Regions from separate parts of the Gossypium hirsutum genome. Here region 2 is linked to region 1. A link is a contact called in public Hi-C data. All regions are on one chromosome and are shown on one strand. Each heading gives the region's core, a stretch centred on a gene start, on an enhancer-like site or on the middle of the called end of the contact. The rest is flanking DNA. Distances are from core to core; before and after follow the strand shown.

The links. Hi-C and Micro-C count contacts between places; a contact is called where the count stands out from the background.
Region 2: a contact with region 1 is called in a Hi-C map of leaf, with 2.4 times the contacts expected there. The contact joins the promoter of LOC107927789 here to the promoter of LOC107952076 in region 1. A contact is called at or near these places in 3 of 34 Hi-C or Micro-C datasets (all in leaf).

Annotation. Positions count from the first base shown.
Region 1 is chrA08:16,134,307-16,137,061 of Gossypium_hirsutum_v2.1, reverse strand. It overlaps LOC107952076 (metal tolerance protein C1), which reads right to left and starts at 1,297. Exons shown (of 12, transcript XM_016887325.2): 1 at 785-1,297; 2 at 623-692; 3 at 388-485; 4 at 66-202. The coding sequence starts at 1,144. It overlaps LOC107952065 (homeobox protein LUMINIDEPENDENS), which reads right to left. Exons shown (of 13, transcript XM_016887316.2): 13 at 2,052-2,755. The coding sequence ends at 2,301.
Region 2 is chrA08:16,760,199-16,762,898 of Gossypium_hirsutum_v2.1, reverse strand. LOC107927789 (phytochrome A-associated F-box protein) reads left to right here and starts at 1,353. Exons shown (of 2, transcript XM_041074767.1): 1 at 1,353-2,700. It overlaps LOC107927694 (NADH dehydrogenase [ubiquinone] iron-sulfur protein 5-B), which reads left to right. Exons shown (of 2, transcript XM_016858832.2): 2 at 1-194.

The sequences.
Region 1 (2,755 bases), core at 48-2,547:
ACACATGCAAAAAAAGAAGTTATAAGAAACGAAAGTAGAATAAAGCCAAAAGGGAAGCTCAATACCCTTCTTTAATACATATTGCTATAATGGTCATATTCAATGCTAGAATAGGGTGATCCATATCAATTCCATGATGATGGCTATGCCCGTGAACCAATGAATGACCATTAACAGCTTCAGAAGCAGTGGACAGTAACCCCTGTATAGAGAGAAGGTTAACTTACTGTGAGGTCCAATCTAGTTTCAATCCAAATGCAACCCCATTTTTATCAATCAATATATATTTCAATTTTTTATTTTTTTTCCCCTTTAACATTGAGTTCTATTTTATTCTTATCCTCTTTCAATCATAAGTTATTGGAAGAAAGACAAAACCAATCATACAATTAGGAGCTCTAAAGCATGCCAAGCAATTCCACTAGCAGTAGCCAAAAGCATACAAGAAATTCCCAGAGCTCCAAGAGTTTCAAACTTACCATGTCCTGAGAATAAAACAAGGACAATTAAGAAACCTAATAATTTTAAAAAAAAAAAATCTTATAAGCATAACATTCATATTTCATAACTATGACCAAAAGTAAGAAAAATGGAGTAGCTTGTAGGTACAATCATAAGTAACCATATGGGTGTTCTTTGTCCTTGGGAGCATTTGCGGCTTTGAATGACCATAAAGCAATTCCACTAAGAACCTACAAACAACACCACCAAGCAAAAATTAAATTGCTCGACTTCCAAGATTCAATTAATTAAATAAACCACCTACAAGACTTAATGTTTTTACCACGTCCGACATCGAATGGGCAGCGTCGGCAATGATGGCGGTACTTCCAGATAAGTAGCCAGTTAAAGCTTTACTAGTAGCTAATCCGATATCCGCTCCCAGACCCAAGCGAAATATTTTCTCGCCTTCCTTGGTCAAATTGTGGTCGTGGTCATGGTGACCATTAGAATGACCCAAATGCCACCGTCTGGGGATGTTGTAAATGGGATTATCAGAGAAGACCTGAGGAGGGTAAATTTGAAAATGGGGATTGAGGGACTGAATTACAATGGGGTAGGGGTGTAGATTTCTGGGTGAAGAAGAAAGCCTAGAGAGGTATGATCTGAACATGGGATTTAGATTTTGGAACCTGAATCCCATCCTTGTTTCAGCGGTTTTTGCTCCAAAATTATTGAGAAAGAAAATTGAATTTTCAGAAACTCATTTGTTTTTATAGAGAAGAGAAGGAATCCGGTGCTTGATTGGTGAGTTTTTTATACCATAAACCCTTCATATCAGATCTTTGATTACTATAGTTCGCCAGCGTTTAGTCCACGCATCAATTTGTAGGCTATAAATGGCCACACGGCCCACAACAAGAATATTTTTTTGGTAAAAAGTTCTCTCTGGTTCCTCTTAATTTTAATATTGAGCAAATCGGTCCCACTAAGAAAAAACCAGAACAATTTAATCTTTATCAATTTTAAATCACAACGTTAAATTTTTCGTGAATTACACATATTTTATATGATATGGTAACATATTTAGTGCTCAAAGAGGATTAAAACATTCAGACCAATTTACTCAATAATAAAATTGAAAGAGTCCAAAGAGGTTATTTTCCTAATGTTTTTTTCCTGAGTTTAATATTGTGATTAATTATTCTTAATTTCTCACAGAGGATTAAAACATTCAGACCAATTTACTCAATAATAAAATTGAAAGAGTCCAAAGAGGTTATTTTCCTAATGTTTTTTTCCTGAGTCAAATGTCTAAAAGTTGGATAAAATAGTTCTACAAAGCCTTACCTATCGATTATGATTTTAATTACCAAATACCAGAACTCTCAAACCAAAAGAAAATGTATCAACATGTCCCCCACTCGTCCGATCTTTTACCTTCCATGGCCGATTGAGATTTGGTTACGAGTTGCGAGATTGATTACAACAGATTCCTAGGCTAAGGTCCTTTAGGGTAAATTATGACCAAGTCCAACCGAATTTTAACGTCTTGAGACAAAAATGGCCCAGTCTAAGCCACGGTTAAATTAAACTGTTAGTCCCTGAAATAAACTGGCAATTTCTTTTCTTTTCTTTTTTGTTTCTTTTCGTGTTGCTTATCAAATTGAACATCCAGAAAGCTGCAATTGCATTTGTAGTGTCCAGCATACAATGACGTCCCGCTTGTCCCATTGGGTTTCCATTTTCCACATACACCCACCAAATATTTTTTATCATTATAGAACACACCCACTGTGGACGAAAAGCCTGGGATTCTGAACCCGAAGGCCGATATTGGCAGTAAGCCTGCCTTGTCGTCATCTTCTGTCACGCCATCTATTTCCCTGTCTGTTCGGGTCTCTATACCCAGATGAATTTCCTTGCCATGATGGCCTATCAGCTCTATAGTTCCACCCAGAATTCATTCTGGGTTCCATGTAGTTCCTTCCTGCAACATACTCTGATGACCTGTTTGGACTATTATCAGGACTCCATGACTCAAAACCTTCATTACCCGCATACTCTTTTCCCTCCCGTGGAGGGTCTGTTCGCAACTGGGGATGCATAGATCCTCCAAACGATGATGCATTATAATTGTTTTGATTAGCCTGTGAATAAAGATTAGAACCCAAACTCTGCCTGCCTCTCCAAGGATCAGGCATTGGACCTAAGTTTCCCACTGGGGGTCTAGTTGAATATGGATCAGATGCATGGGGTACTTGTGGTTGTAGCTGCGCTGGTGTTTGTCGCTGTGTCAATGTTGGCATCAATG
Region 2 (2,700 bases), core at 104-2,603, 630 kb before region 1:
AAATTTCCAAGAAAAATAATGCATGGAGATTGTTGTATTTTTGTTGGATCTTTCCTATATTTCCTGTTCCTTGGAATGGAGACTGTTGTTTTGAGCCCGTGCAACAGAGGCAATGGTTAATCTTTCATCACTAGACCTGGATGTGACAGCAATATTTGCGACTTTAATTTTCAAATTCTGAGAATTTTATTTTAGTTCAGCTGGAGCATTATTGTTTAAATCGAATTAAACTGATTGGATCAGAACTGATTGGATCAGAAATTGATTGGGATACTAATTTGGAGAGAGAGATTAAACTGATTAATTTGTAAACCGGTATGAATCGATTGAATCAGCTTCAGAATTAGTTCTTTTAAAAAAAATTTCTTTTATGAATTTTTAATAATAATTTATTTAATTGAATTGATTGAACGGTAACCTATCCTGTTTTTACTATGAGCACATATCCTTGTGTGACATGGATGTCCTCCTTAGAAGCAAGCGTGGTAAAAAAAGAAAAACAGATCATATTTCTATGAGTTCATGATGATTATTCATTTTTTATATTGATTGCTTATTTATAAGGTGAGTGGAAGATTAAGGAAAAAAAGAGAGCTTATTTTAAGTTACTTTCCTCAGTTTTAAACAAAATTTTCAGAATTGAATCGGTGGTTGAATCGGTCAAGTAATTAGTTTGAGCAGTTTGATTAGTTTATATAATTTAATTACATTAATTATTAAAAAAAATTATAAAAATTAATTAAATATTGACATGTCATCCACGTGTATGTCGCTATGTCAACAAAGTTAACAGAAGCTAAATTTTTCATTCATTTTGGATGATTTGACAAAAAATGTAAATTTAAAAGTTAAAAAGATAAAAAAATTAAATGAAATTCTAAAATGATCTTTTTATATAAAGTTAAGAGGGCCAAAAATAATAATAATTATGCCTAAATTATATTATATCATGCGATAAACAAAGAGATGTAAAATTTTTATTTTGGATCAAATAAAAGAATTTTATTTATTAAATTTTGAAAGTTATAATCTTTGAAATTTTTTATAAATAATTTTTTTTTAATTTTATTTGATTGAGTTTGGATCTATTTTTTTTTTAATTTTATTATTGGCTTCAAGTGTTATTTGTAAAGAAATTAAATTTAATGGTCGTTAAAATTATAATACCTTATTTTAGGGTTTTTAAGTAAACCTAATCCCGATTTATAGGCGGTTATAATCTTAAAACTGATTTGGAGAATTAACTTTTGTATATTAATCTTAAATTTTAATAAGTTGATCATCAATTAGAAATTAGTTAACAGACTACTAGATTTAAATATTCTTTATTTTTAAAGTTGTATAACAGAAAACGATGGACCTTACGGAACACGATGGCAATGATGAAGGCAAACCAGCGAGTAGATCAACAAAGAAAGTTAGAATACGAGAAATCGAGGAAAATCAGGATGTCGCAATGGAAGCTACACAAGAAATTGGAAAATCTCTTTCTTGGAAAGACCGACTGATGGGCAGAGGGCTTTACTCGAATGAGAAAACAACAATCGCAATAGGTTTGGACGAAGATGAGGACTTTGAGTTATTGGAAGAAGACGTGGAACGTTCAACAATCGATGGCATTGCTTCGATTAAATTTTCTGATCGAATCAACCAAATCCTCATTAAACACATGGAATTCACAGTAGTAATTAAACTATTGGGGAGAAATATAGGTTATAATGCACTGCAAAACAAAGGTAAATTCGCTTTGGAAACCCTCTCAACCATTCCGGCTAATGGACGTGGAAAACGGGTATTTTCTAGCAAAATTCAAAAACTCAGAAGATTTTGAGAAGGCGTTGTGCCAAGGGCCTCGGGTTATTTTTGGTCAGTACTTAACAGTATAACCATGGACTATAGACTTCAACCCCATTCAACCGTACCCAAGCACAGTCATAGTTTGGATCTGACTTCCTAGATTACCTGGCCATATGTATAAATGGCAAGTTCTACGAGAAATCGGGGCGACGATCGGAAAAGTCGTAAAGCTTGATTTCAACACCGATAACGGTGTAAGAGGAAGATTTGCGAGGATGGCGGTTTTCGTTAATCTAGACAAACCCTTGATTTCTCATGTTATGATCAATGGTTTTACTCAACGAATCGAGTATGAACAACTCCTAATGGTGTGTTTCCAGTGTGGGCACTATGGACACACAAAAGAAATATGGCCCAAATGAGAGAAGGGATTAGAAGGATTTGGAGAAGGCAGTCCAGGAGATAAACCGAAACAGAGTCTCACCATGAGGGAAAATAAAGACGAGAACTCCAGTCGCGGTGGCTACGGCCGTGGATGCTTGTTGAAAAAAAGGCAAGAAAAACTGGCAAAGTAGGACGGAAGGTTGACGGAGGAAGCACAGCCGGGGCAGAAAGGAACTCAAGATTCCAGGTGTTGGAAACCCTAGATGACGATGGGTCTTCCAAAGCCCATGAAGAGGAAATAGAAAGTGGTACTTTACATATCCAACCAGGCCCTATCGTGTTGGGTCCAGGAAGAAAAGATGGCCCTATGCACAAGGACCAAATCTCGCACCACACTGACGGGTCAAAATTAAGAACCCAAGCTACAGACTCCTCTTAGACCAACAAAAATCCAGGCCAGAAAGGGGATATAATAAACCTACAAGGGCATTTAATTTCTAACAAAAGAGAGACCATTAA